Regions from separate parts of the Anas platyrhynchos genome. Here region 1 is linked to region 2. Evidence: chromatin contacts called from public Hi-C data. All regions are on one chromosome and are shown on one strand. Each heading gives the region's core, a stretch centred on a gene start, on an enhancer-like site or on the middle of the called end of the contact. The rest is flanking DNA. Distances are from core to core; before and after follow the strand shown. Region 1 overlaps LOC106019534 (a long non-coding RNA gene). Region 2 has its middle 9.5 kb from the start of RMI2.

The links. A called contact is a pair of places that touch in the nucleus more often than the background predicts.
Region 1: a contact with region 2 is called in a Hi-C map of skeletal muscle, with 2.0 times the contacts expected there. The contact joins two enhancer-like sites. A contact is called at or near these places in 2 of 8 Hi-C or Micro-C datasets (skeletal muscle and subcutaneous adipose tissue).

What each region holds. Positions count from the first base shown.
Region 1 is chr15:3,131,884-3,139,222 of IASCAAS_PekinDuck_T2T, reverse strand. All of the region lies in intron 4 of LOC106019534 (a long non-coding RNA gene), which reads left to right. Among named protein-coding and RNA genes, the nearest start is that of SOCS1, 31 kb to the right of the region's middle. Within about 2 kb of position 4,767, at least 4 of the 8 cell types and tissues checked have an H3K27ac peak or open chromatin away from gene starts, as enhancers often do.
Region 2 is chr15:3,084,687-3,091,505 of IASCAAS_PekinDuck_T2T, reverse strand. No RefSeq gene overlaps it. Among named protein-coding and RNA genes, the nearest start is that of RMI2, 9.5 kb to the right of the region's middle. Within about 2 kb of position 4,250, at least 5 of the 8 cell types and tissues checked have an H3K27ac peak or open chromatin away from gene starts, as enhancers often do.

The DNA of each region.
Region 1 (7,339 bases), core at 3,518-6,017, 47 kb before region 2:
GAGGGGAAAGAGGAACAACACTCGCTTAGATCTCTTTGTGTGTCTTATCTAGTCAGCTAAATCCTTCTTGTGGGGAGAAAGTAGGACTTCAGCATTTTCCCCCAAAATGCCGGCACAAATCTCCTCCAGTCACATGAATGAAATAGCTTGATGGTGATGGAGATCCCAGCTGCTTCAGGATTTTCTCTTGGGTAGGAAAGGACTTGCAAAACAGTCATGTTACTGCAGGGCTGCCTTATGTCAGGAGCAGAGAAGAACTCAGTGTTCGTCCTGGCATAACAATGACTTGGCATGGGCTCAGCAGCTTTGTTTCTGGGGCCAGCATGCAAGCTCAGGAGGAAAAACAGCTAGACAGCTGCTCCAAGTGCTGTAGGGTGGTTTCTTTTTAAAACCTGCCATCAAGTTATAGCATGTGATTTATTTACTAGTGAAATAACATCCCCACCCTTAAATCATAATTTAAAGATGAAGAGACTCTGATGAGCCTTTTATGAATAACATTCATAAAATCATTTGTGTGTGTCATCTTGTCTGTGCTGGAGACTGCAGAGGCATCACCCCTCTCTGGAGAGAAAGAGGCTGAGATGGGGTTGGAGTGTGTGAGGTGACAGTGACAGCAAAGTGTTACGCATCAGGGTGTTGAATCATGGCACAGGTTTTTGCGTCCAGGTCACCTGAGCTGGAACAGCTACAAAACTTCATAAGGAACTCATGCAGCTTCCAGGGCTGTGCATAAAGCACTCTTTTTGTACTTGTGTAAAGGAAATAAAAATAAGATGACTGATATTACAAATGCAAAATTAGCAATGCAGGTGAAAGCAAGAGTGCTGGGGAAGCACAGCAGGATACAACAGTTAGAGCAATCAAGCTTGAAAAGGAATCAAGGAACAGGAGGTTTACAACATCCTATCTGTCTTGCTTAAGCATGCCTGTCATGTGATCAGTGAAGGTAACTTGTGATTCTAAGCAGACACCCGCAGCAGTATGCTACAGGGCAATAACAAAATTGCTATCAGCTAATTACCAAAGCAGTGTCCTTTGCTGACTGTATGTCAGCGGTGGTAGGTCCCCGTCACTCATGCCATGTTCTGCTGCTGAATGTGTCCAAGCACTGCACATGGAAGATTTCCTTGCAGAGCACTAAAAGCTGTGCTGGCGCATTGGTCATGCTGCTCCCTGCTCATTTGTGGCTTATTGCTAAGCCTCCTCTTGGGACCCAGTGTCATCATAACTAATGCACAACTTAAACCTCAAGGCTGAAGGAAAAGGGAACTGAATTTCTTATTCCAAACTTCTTTTTTAATCCCTGCAGAAACTAACTATTCCTCCGTCCTCCCAAAAATGCAGAGGCTTGCTGCTGGGGATTAATGCACCAAGCCGGGAGCTGAGCTGATCAGGTCACCTGAAGGAATGTAAGTGTACCACCTGCAGCAGAGAGCAGGCAGCTTTGTGTGTACCTGTGAATGGCTTTCTGAGGAACGCAAGGTATCAACAACATCTGGAGGGGCTGACTTAGGAACAGGATGCTGGCACTTCTTTGCCATCAGTTTGGGAAGCTTCTAAGAGAGGGCAGTGATAGGAATAGCAGCTTCCTTCGAAAGGAAATTCAAAATCCAGTAAATCACTTGTTCTAACATAAAAAATAAATAAATAAAAAAGAAGTAAACCATATGCCTATGCTACTCATGTTTTCCTTCTTCAGCCTGGTCCATTGTTTTTCAGAGGCCAAGTTTTCCTTGGGCTACTTCTTTCTTTGCTTTTTCCTTTGATTGAATAGATTCTTTGTTTTCTTCTTGGAAACTGCCTCCCTCTTCCCACCCCCATGCTTTTTTTACCCCCTTTCCTCTTTTCCTTCTCAAAAATTGCAGCTGAAGGGAGCTGGCACCCTCACACAGTGCCTTGCTTCTGGATGCAGGAGAGCAGAGGTAGGATTCCCCTCCTTGAGTATTAGCTGTCCACAGCATGGACCTGTGTACCCTAAGCTCCCTCTGTGGGGAAAAATGAGCACTCAGAGCATAAATCCCCCGAACTGTTTTAGACTGATTTAGTAAATGTGAAACACATCTAGACTCTTTAGTATCCAGGTCTGCTGGGCATGTTTATATTTAACTGATACCTCCCAGTTTGGGTCTACATGTACTACTGACCTACCTGACGACTTGGGCAAGTCACCTACCAGTCTGTAAAGTGGAATAACGTTATGATTTTCTAACGACTCTAACTTAGTTAACTTTTACTTTGGCTACAGCAGGACTTGGCTGTATGCAGTGTTCTTATCCTATGTTACTTTTGCCTTCTTTTTTAACCTTTGGACTCTTTTGCAATAGGAAGTTGTGTCATTTCTTTAATTGGCAAGGGCTTGTCCAACATCTGCAGCCACAGGGATTGGAGCTGGAGTCTGAGACCCCTCTCTTTACAGGCCACAGTCTCCTTCATCCAAAGAGCAGCTAACCCCTCTCTTCCCAGAGCATTACTACTTTCTCAGGGTAGGAAAGAATAGATTAAGATTTCCTCCTTGCTCAGCAGTTTCCTCTCCTCACTAGCAGCCACACTAAAACAGCCCTCTGGACAGTGGCAGGTAAGAGAGGTGACAGGCAGCAAGCTGGCCAGAGTTTGCTTCTTGGGTCTTGTCTCTTCAAAGGAAAGCAAGGGCAGGTCAGCTGGAAGCACCAGGAAGTCATGTAGCACCCAGAGTGCTGCAGCTGGACCTCCACATACCTGCACTCAGACAAAGGCATGGGTGATGGCTTGAACAGGATGCTCAGCAGAAACCCTGCCTGATTCCAGTGACAATGTTACCAAGTCGCTGAGATTCATAATGGATTCATAATATTTTTTGATATGAAATTCTTAGTCTGTTCTTAAAAACAAGACAGCCAATACCCCAAACAAAAACAAATTTTATGAAGAAAAGAAAGCTGCCAAATGCAAGCCATGAAGTTTGAGACTCCAGACCAAAAGATTTGTTTACCAGCGGGATCCAAAGTTAACTGTAAGTTTCACAACTTTTACTCAATCCTGTCAATTTCTAGAGTCTGATCCAGAGATGTGGACTGTTCTTTAGCCTCATCTGCTATTTCTTGAGTGCTAAGCTACATCAAGGTCACCCCTTGACTTTTTTCTCTCTGATGTCTTACTCTATCCCATTTTTGGATTACTTCTCAAACCTGAGGTCACCAGAGGCAGTTGTGCATGCTTTTGCATGGTTAATGAGTTGCAGACTAGCTCTTTTGAAACCATTCTGCTGTTTTCATCCATGCTCATTTATACCCAACAACATTACGGTTTTCATTTATTCATCCCGCAGCTTTGTCAAATTCTTCTCTTGCCATGCAGTTCTCTGTTGGTTGGAAGGTTTGGTTTCCCCACAGGAACATCCTGGCTTATAACAGGAAGAACTCTACTTCTTCATCTTCAGTGATTGATTGGTTTTAGAATTGTCTGTAAATGAGGTGCTGGTAGTGTCCTGGATAAAAAATACATGTTCAGTTCCATGCATGACAGATGATATAGCAGGATATCTGATTATTAGTTTTCTCATACAATTCTAACTTTTGGTGCAGGATGAACACAAGGGAAAGATCATGCTCAATCATGAATCATAAATCTCACTGTTGGAGGCATTTGCAAGGACTGCTTGCCCTTTCACCTCTTCCTGAATGGCAGGGTAACTGCATGTTCCAAGGGCCCACAGTTAGCAGGCATTGTGTTGTTTTAGCAACATGACATCAAGCTGATGTATGTTAGACCACAAGCATGAAAATGGTCTGCACCTGTTGGAGCATCAGTGTTTAAATAGGACTTGATGGTTGTGGTCTTGTGCAATGTCCCATGGGATAGTGTTTCCAGGCCTGTCAGTTAGGGCTGCAGGAGCTTTGATCCTTGTTAACGCAAGGATTTACAACATTCATAGTGGGCTGCTGGAAAAATCTCATGCTGTGATGATATGAAAAAATGCATGAGAAAGAACAGCCTCTCAGTGCAAACACCTTTGGTTACATCTTCTCTCCTTTCATTTCCTTCCCATCACCTGAGCAAAAAGCAAACAGAACAAGCAGCAAGGACCACAAAAGCAATTGCAGTGCAGAGAAGCTGCTTATAGTTCTAGCTCAGCTGACTAGTTCAGTTCTTCCTACCCATGCATTCAAGCTGAAGGAGAAGCTAATGCAGAAGAGATGTTTTCCATATCCTCAGATTTTTGACAGTTGCATGTGCTAAAAATCCTGTGAGAGAGAAGAGGCCATAACCTGAAACCAGCAAGAAGTGCCTAATTTTGAGGCTGTGAGAGGACTGAGTTTTTCCCCAGAACCTTGTATCACTTTGGAGTGGGCACCAGGACAGGTCATGTCTGTTGGGGTGCTTTCTCCACTCCCCTTTGAACTTGTGGGTTTGTTTTTAAGTCCTCGTAGTAAGCTCTGCTTGGAGAATTTAATCTGCTCCTACTCATAGATGCCTTTCCTCTGTAGAGTTCCTTAATTATGTGGGAGCACACTAAATATGAATACAAACTAACTCCCACTGTCTGTGCTACTAGCAAAGTCGCATCTGGCATATGGACGCAGCCTTGAAGTGTTCTGCTCTGAATTGCTGGCTATGTTTCCCAGTAAATGTTCAGGGAAGAGTTAACGGTTTTCTGCCAGCATTTGACTAAATCATTTAGCACAAAGCACATGTGATATCTTTAATCTTATCTCTTAAGAGTGCTGTAACATCTAGTGAGCTGCTGTTGCCTGCACACAGTGTACTCTTCTGGCTGAAGTTCTTGTTAGTACCAGCTGAGCTTTCTGTAATTTGGGAACAATCTGTGCTTCCTGTAGGTCAAACTGGTATGTGTGCCACAGAGGTGCTTATGTACTGGAAGATTTGACCTGCTGGGACAGCTGGTGGCTGCCTGGCACCTCTTAGTTTCTGGGATTTTCCAGTTAACCTTGAGGAAGGATGCATGGAATGCTGTCATAAATAGATGTGCAAACAACTCTAAACTGGTACCATAAGCCTTTAGACAAAACTTGTTTTCATGCTGATGAAAGAAGATGTCAGCAGTCTCTGCCACAGTTACGTTGGAACACACGAGTAAGAGGCATTGAGAAAATTTTGGGTTCAGGTTGATGTGAGGCAATTAAGACAAGGATGTTCTTCATGAATGGTTGAGTTTGAAAGTAAACTGTGTAGAAAGTGAGTTAATAGCATGTAGAGGATCTCACAGCTGCCCAGGATGTGGGGAAGTGTGTGGTTTTTCTTCCTAAGGATCATATTTCTTTAATTCTGCAAGTACAAAGCCCTTCCTTTATTAGTTTAAGCAAATTGGTACCAAGTGGTTAAAAGGAAAAAGCAGAGGCGTGTTTATATGAGAGAAGATATGAAATTCATCAGAAGCATAAAGCTGTTACTCTCAGTGTCTACATCATGTTCTGGAGTAGAGACTGGTGTCTGCCTAAATGGAGAAGCCCTTGTTCGTGATTCTAGGGTTGTGATGGAGTCCAGCAGCATCAGGTGATTGGGAAGGCACTGAGCTGGCTGTGCCTCAGGCTAGAACAGTTAATTCCAACTGGAGGGGAGAGCTGACTCCATACTGGGCATCACTCTGCTTGTCTCCTTTGTTGGGACAGTTGTAGGGCTGACAGTCAAAGATGTAGAAGACAGGAAGAACTTCATGTATTCTTAGTTAGACAAACTTTTGATATGCTCTTGTCTTTGAGACAACTAAAATGGTGTAAATACTTGCTTGTGTTTCTCCTCAAGGCACAGAGGAGATTTTGGTTTGTTGACGGGTTAGGCCCAGGTTAAAGAACTGGAAAAGGAACAAGATATAATGCTGCCAGGAGACAGGGCTGAGAGCAGAAAGCTGAAGAAGAGCATCACAGCTGAGTGTGAAATTTGTGCTGCGTCATGGTTTGCCCTTACACACTCTTTTCATTAAAGACCAAATTTTTGACTTGCCCTTTGCTAGTTGGCAGTCTTGTGATTAAAGGAGCTGTTTGGCTTGAGGGTAAGACTTAAAATCCCAGGACAGATGAAGCCTTTAATAACGAGCTTGATCTCACTGTGGGAAGGCTAGTGCCTAACTCTTCACACACAATATCAACAGAAGAGTGTACACTTTCTAAACAGTGGGATGGTTTACTAATGTCATTTGTTTTAGCCTAAAGCAACAGCCCTCAGTGTTACTTGTGAAGGATCTGCTGCTGTTATCAAAGGTTGGATCCTCTTCATTGATGCATGAAGCTACCTATCCCTGTATGTGTGCTAACTGATACTGTTCCTGATGCCAACTAACAGGTCTGCAGTCAGTCTGTCCCTGTCAAATGCAGGCACAGCAGGTTGCTAGCCTGATTAGTGCACAATATGACTAAAGCCAAGATCTGTGCCTGTGTGCAGCCACCCTAGAAGCCACTCATGATTTGCCCTTGCACACTAGCTCTGCTGTGTTCTTCACTGCAGTTGGCCAGGAACAGGGTCCCTAGATCCCAGGCTGTTTCTGGCATGTGATTGGAATTATGCCAAGACCTTGTTTATACTCAGAGATGGAGTGTAAACCAATTTTGAAGGGTGGGTCTTGAAAAAAGAAATGCCTAAAAGGAGAATAAAGTGCTTTACTACCTATGACTTCAACAACCTCTTGCTTGTTTAACAGCAGAGCATGCTCAGCAATTGTCAGAGTTAACCTCAGCAGGCTCCTGCATGAATCAGGGCTTTAAAGACCTGCTGGCTCAACACACATTGTCTTGTGATACAGATCAGAGCAACCCAACATACTCCACTAAGGGGAAAAAAATGTTTTCTTACTTCATTCCAGAGCTGAGGCTTATGCTTTTGTCCAATTCAGACCAACCCATTAAACTAATTACAGCAGTGATAAAAATAAAGTCACTGTCTGAAAGATCAACTCATATCAAGCATGCAGCTTGAAGGGGAGTTTTGACCAAAGTAAATCTTTAGCTGATATGCTATTTTTCCATGTGTGCTAGTTACATAAATACATATGATCACTTACATTAACTGCAACACCATATGGCTTCTAAGAGACTTTCTTCACCATTCAGCACATCTCTTTTGCAAAACCTGGCAATTGGAAACACATGTTAATTGGTCGTACCAGTTAGCAGTCAAGAAATCCAGTTAATTGCACTCTTATATTCAATAATATTCTCTCCACTAGAAACTTGTAAATGTTCCTTACCTAATACTTTGTGCAGGCTTTCTGGTGAACACAATCTTAATACTAACTTTAAGGGGTGTGTTTGTGTGTGAGTGTCAGTTGGAAAGAGTGGCACAAACACCAAATTTAGGTCTGGTTAAGTGCTTGTGGCCTTTAACTTTGGGCCTCAGCAACAGAAAA
Region 2 (6,819 bases), core at 3,001-5,500:
AGTTTTCAGTTTAGCTTCTGAAGCTTATCTGTGGTTCCCTCTTAGTGAACTTCCTTTCTGGGAAGTTCAGCCTCCTTATATTTTGACTCAGGTCATTAACATCAAAGTGGATTCTTTCTTTCTTGCAAATTCCCATAAATACCCACCTTTCTCCTCTTTTCTCTTCCTCAGTCCTCTCCACCAGTGCACACAGCAGTGCTATGCGGTTCATTCTGTTTTATGAAAGCTACCACAGAGTTGCTGTTCCCCTGACAAATCCTCTTTCTGCTGCTCTTGCAGCTGTGACCAGTGGAGGGTTTGCTCTGTTCTGAAATGCTCCTGTGTGAAAAGCAGGAGTCAGGGGTCTCACACAGTGTGCATGAGGAGGGGATACCCAAGGAGCTGGTGCCAGGAAAGGGCAGAGGCCAAAGGGAACAGGGCAGTGTGGGGAGGGATGAAGCAGGGGGACCTGGTGGTGGGGTGCTAGCCACAAGGCAGGGATGGTGCTGGGAGCACCTGAAGGTTTGGAGAAGGCAACTTTGTGAAGTGAGGGTGAGGCTCTGCTGACAGGCAGAAAGGGCAGGTCAGGGAGGGGATGCCCTGGTGTGGAAGGCACTTTGTTGCTGTGAGGAGAAAGGCAGCTCTACAGAGAAGGTAAAGTCTTTGAGATGGGTTTAGAGAAGTGGGGTGAAGGATACAGAAGACACTGGGTCCAAGGAATGGTGAAACTGAGAGCAGTGGGTGGAAGTGCTGCAGATGTGGTATGGGTGAGGGAGCTTAAAGGCAGGGGGCCCAGGATCACCATCTCACAGAGCTAGTGCTCTTAGCCAGGGCCTAGTTTTTGGGCCTGAGGACACACAATGTCCTGCTGCATCCCCTTCCTCCCAGTGAACTTTCAGAACTCTCATAGCCCAACATTTTCTTCTGTCAGAAATATGGTGGTATATACTGCCAGTACATATTGTACATTCACTTCCGAACAGAAATTTTAGCAGACAACCCGATATCCGCACTACACCAAAAGAAAATTTCATTTCACCAAGTGACTAGAATTCTCCTCCTCTTCTTCCCCCACACACTACTTTTTTAAGTATACTAGTACTTGAGGAAAATTTCTGGGCCACGTGGGTGGCAGCCCACGTGGGTGCTGGCCCACGTGGGTGCCAGCCCCGGTACCCCACCAACGCTGCTGAGATCCTGCCTTCTGAGAAGAGCTCACCAGAGTGAGTGGCAGGGTGAGTAGGCAGAGCTTGGGCTGCTCAGAGCACCGCACCCATCAGCATCCCTGCAAGGTGCCTGCTGCCGCACCAGTACAGGACAGCCCGTGTTCACATCAGGCAGGGACATCACTGCACCCTTGTTGGCCATGGTGAGACATCTGAGCCAACTGCTAAATCTGGCGTAAATTTCACTTTAAGTTACTAGTGCATCATTATTGTCAATATTTCCTTCACCAGAAGCTGGAGCCACAAAGTTGACAATAATTACGTTTGCCAGAGTCTGTCATTAAAATTAGAGATGGTTCTCAGTGGAGAAAATCAGATTTTGAGCACCACTGAGCACTGTTATCCAAGTGCTCATGCACAGTTATTGCTCTATTCATCAGAAATAATAAAGTGAATAAGATTCCCAGGTATTCAAGCATGCACCTCCCTGCACTTTTCTTCTGGGTATATGGAAATCAAACTAGCAAACAGGTTTGAGGACAGTTAATCATGAAAAAGAGGAATTACATCAGAAGACTAGCCAGCCCATTTTAATTTTTTTGTTTGTTTGTTTGTCTTGTTTGGTATATGTATTGAAGTAGTTTGCAGGGACAGGTTTAATTTGGACTCATATTTTCAAAGGAATTAGGAGAAAACCCTTTTTCTCTTGTGCACTGTGCTTGTCAGGTATAACTGAAATGGCTTTCTGGTGAAATAGAAAAGCCACACTGAGAAGAAAGGGAAACAAAGATAGCAAGAAAGACACTCAATTTGAATTGTGTCTGTTTATATTTGTGTCTCTTGTTCATAGGAAGTTCTGTTTTTATCTTTAATACTATGCAAGTTCCTATAACAGTCAGTTTAATTATAGTATTGCTCAATTTCCAAAGAAATCACTTGCGTTTGTATTTAAAAAACTTGCTGCCAAGCCCCCTCTGCTGGATGGAAAAATCATATCTTCATCCCTGCATGCAGAAGACATCTAGTAAAAGCATTACAGATTATGACTGAAAAAGATTACAGACTCTAAGTTCATAAGATCATTAATATCTTTCTGTTATCTATCATTATATGATGAGTTAATCTGATTCAGAGAACAATTGGGATGACCACTGCAAATGTGTTCAAATCCCTCCATCTGTATGAGCATTCGGTCAGTCTGTTGAAAATTCATCCTGTCACCTTATTATCTTATTTCAGATATTTTTGTCAATTTTGTCAATGATCTCACTGCATGCAATTAGAGTGTACTTGCATAATGTGTCTATACAGGAAATAATCAAAATCTGTCTCCAAGAAGCACACATGCTTTTCCTGGGCAATTCAAACTTTGAAGCCCCGCTTTGCTTGTCTGTAAAGTGTAACAAGGGAAGTTTGCTAAGTGATAAACAGTACCAAGTGCTGTTTAAATCATGCTTTTCATTCATGTATGACAAAACCTTTTGTGGGGACCAGCCTCATATTTATAGATTGGGAAGCAAGCCTAGCAAGGGAAGACTCATTTAGTTGCTTGGACACTAAATGAGAATTAAAAAAACACAGATTTAAACACAGCTCTGAAACAGACTGCCTGGTAACCTTTCACTAATTAACCAGGCTGAAAGCCAAGAAAGGAGCATGCCATAACACTGAGCATAAAATTGTGAAGCTCCTGAGATAATGTGTTGGAGCAGTATTGTGGACTGCTGCACTGCACGGTGAGAGTTGAGCTCCTCTACCAGCAGGTCCAAAGCAGCCAGCATGCTGTGCAAGCAGTCAGTAAGGTATTATTGCCCACAAAGGTATGCCTGAAACTTTTTCAGTTTATGCACGTTAATCATAGTTTTCGAGAGTTAAGTTCTTCAAAATGAGGTCTTTGAAGAATGGCAGTCTTTGAAAAAAACAAGCAAGCTGAGAGAATGTTGCTGGGGCAGATTATTACTACTTAGACCTCTTTAGTATATGGAAAACTGAGATTTCTGTCCTTGCTTAGCATGATGGCAGGCAAAATGTCAGTTTTCTGGAAAGTGTCTTAACTGCAAAGCAGAGTTTGCATCAAAAGGGAAGAAGGAATATTTGTTAGCCAAGAGAAACTTGGAGCTTAACAGGTAGACTGCTCACCTATGAGTGGGAAACACTGGATATTGGTGTCTCTTCTGAGTGCTGTTACATATTGTACATTAAGCAGTTATTAGGTAAAGTACATAAGTGGTATTTGAAACTGAGCCAGGAGTCAGTGCCTCACCTCTCTCAAATCAATGCCCCAACCTGCAGGCTTGAAGGAAAGTCCCATTCTTTCCCTGTGTAACTCAAGGACTTTCAAATGCCTTTTTTTGGGCACTAATGCAAGTTCACAGGATAACCAGATAATGTTTCCTTCTATAGGCTTGTGGCAAGGTCCAGATTTTTTTTTCAAAGCACCATATTTCATTCAGTTTGCAAAAATAGTGACAATTGTCCCATAAAGATCAAACTGTAGCAAAACTACGGGAAAGAAAAACATACTGAATTAATGTCTTATGTTGAAAATGCTTTATAGGTAATTGTATTTAAGGTGAAAATGTGAACTACAGTTTCCTGGAATATAGTGCAAGTACAGATTGTATCCTGGTGAGGTTAAATGAGTATTCAGTCTTTGCTATAACAGCCAATAAATGCTAAAATTGACAACAGGTCTGAGCAAGAAAGAAGTCTATCTCTAAGCTCTAGGGAAGTTAGCAAATCAAGCCTGTGTTTAGGATTTATGTCTGATCCCTTCACAGAACCAAGGCAGAGGCTTAAATAGAAGCAGTCCCAGTTTTTGTGTTTGCAATGTTGTGTGACCATGCAACATTTCCTGTCTGTAGAAATATGCAGCTGCCTTGCCTCCCAGGTTTAAGTCATCTGTCACTTGATAATTGCAGCAGAGGGAAAAAGAGTTCCTTTTCCTTCTTAATGAGACCGCTTTATAGCAGGGTCTGTGAGCGCTGAAGGAAGAAAAGAGAAAGAAAAAAAAAACGGGGGGGGGGGGAAGCAGGAAGTACGTCAGTCCCAAGCAGTGCATGATCAGCGTCTGCTCTGCAATCAGGGGAACTCTCCTTCCTCCTGAGGCATCTGGCCAAGCTTATGCAAAGCTCAGAGCTTTCTAGGTCTGCATTTGCAATCCAGATGCCTCATCCCACCTTCACCTTATGCTTTTATGATCAGAGCTAACCTGCTTCCACAGAAGCCAAACTGGCAATTCAAGCTGTAGCACTTGGTAAAAGCTGGGAACAGGGGGTAGCAGCTTTCTCCTGCCTGAGCTAGGTGGACAACTGGGCTGCCCCAGGATGTGACCTGCCATGGGTCTGTTTTGCAGAGCCTGATCATTTCTCACCTTCTGCAATGCACAGTCTGCTTAATTAGAGCTGCAACAAGAAGGTATGACTTCCAAGGTATTAGGTTGAAGTGCTGTATACTCGAGACATTTATAGATAATACAACAGTGTGAATGCAACCCAGCAAATGGAAGCTATGATGGAAACTGATCCTTCAGTTTTCCCTGCAAGAGAGAGGGCTACTGGGAAAGATTAAAGCAGCTCTGCTAAAGCCTGTCTGTTACTTTATACTGATTAAGCAACAATGCACCCTTTCCTTTTCATGTACCAGGAATTTCACATGGCTTAATGCAAGATTACAGGCCATAAAATGCACAATTACATACCATAAACTCTATAGTTCAAGATAAGTTAAACTGCAGCTTGCAAAACATGCAAACTCCTTTGAATTCAAAACCAGAATCTTAAATTTCCACCACAGTTTAGGAGTAAGAACTATGCAGCACTGCCTCTTTCATGACTTTGGAAGTGGTCTTTACAAATGTTATCAGCTGGCAATGCTCCACAGCTGTGTGATGAAGACCACAGAAGCAGTGGTGGAGTGAGCACAGTTGTTTTAAAGCTGAGAAATGCAGCCTTCAGAAGGAAACACATCAATCTATTTCACAGATTTCAGGATGAATGAAGAAGATTCTCTAATTGCTTTCAGTTCTGTTTCCTTTGGTGGAATTTCTGTTTTCCCCAGATAACGTATCCAGATGGAATCCAGGGTAGTACAATGACCTTTATAAGAAACAGAAGGGAAAGTAGCCAAAAACGAAAGGGGCATTCACTGAATGCTGCCACCTATGAGTAAAATGTGCTGCTATTTGAATGCTCACTTCTCTGACTTTAGGGACTTTCTTAATAACGAGTGTCCCTACCAGACTTGATTTTGCAAGTCACTTGCAACTCTCAATCAGGCTGATACCACAGATGGCTTAAAGTATGTAGCATCTCTCGGCACTGCTTAGCTGTCAGAACAGGTCCCAAGGCAGAAGAATCAATCAGTAGATTGATACCAAGCAATGCTGGTTCTGCAGGTAACATTTACTATAATTAACTGGGCTAGCCAAAGTGTTGTTTTTTTGTTGTTGTTTGTTTTGTTTTGTTTTTTTCTTCTATCCATAAATTACTATATATGTTGAATCTAACCTGTATGACTGAATGCTTAATTTTACCAGGAAAGATGAAGCAGTGGAACTTGGGAGTGATTGGAGCCAGCCTACTTGCATTTATGTCTGCCCTGAACTATGAATTCCTTTATCTGTAAGGTTAACCATAGTTAACCATTCTGGCTGGAGGGAAAAGAAAAAAAAAAAAAAAAAAAAAGATATGACGAATATTTTTGCCATTACCCAGATGTTCACCTAGTTACTTGCTTCGGACAAGGAAAGTGTAAGAGGGATTGGCTCAAATGGCAGGGAGCATGAAGGCCATTCTGACTGCACTCCCTCTTCCTTACTCCCACTGGTGACTGCTGGGGCCCTGCTGGGGCCCTCATGGCTTGGTATGGACCAAAACCCCTGAGTTCCCAGCCAAGTAAGAGTCAGAGGTCCCCAAATGCAAATAAACCAGTGGTCTCTGTCAAACAATAGGTTCAACTAGAAGATCACAATTCTCCCTCTACCTTAAAATCTATGTAAACAATGAAAATGAAAATATCTAACCCACATCTGTTAAGATTGTTTGCTAGTAATCGCTGTACTGTGTTTTAAAAGAATTTAGGTAAAGCATAGTCGAAGTACAGAGATCTGTGGGTAAGAGAAAGAAACTGCTTTGCACCTTTCACTTTCACCCTGTGCATTTCTTGTAAATGAGACTGTAACCGGCAATGAGGCCTGAGTACTCTGATGAGCTTTACCTTGCAAATCTGAGGTCACGTGCTCTCCTTTTCCATTCTGAAGTGTCTATTGTCTGAAATTCATACCGGCTGAAATTGTAGCAGAGCCACAGAGCTTCAGATGTTCCTGGACAATATTTGTAATTATTTGAATATAAGTGTTTGATGCTTGGAACATCAAAACTCCAAAGGTGCAAGCAAAAACATGCACACATTTTCATGCCTGCTCTGCACAGTCACTTTATTCTATGTGACATTTCCATGGAACTTAGACATCATCTATGGCAAGCTGATGTCCCCTAGTTGGCTCTTAAAGTACTGCCAATTTCTGTTTTGAATTAATGAGCACAGCTGGCTTTTGCAATGGAGTTCTCTACTGCAAGTCTGGTTTTATGGCCTCTTCAGGTTGTGAAAATAAGGCATGCTGGTTTTGTCTTTATCATCTATTGCTGCTTTTCATGACAGGCTTGCTTAGTTA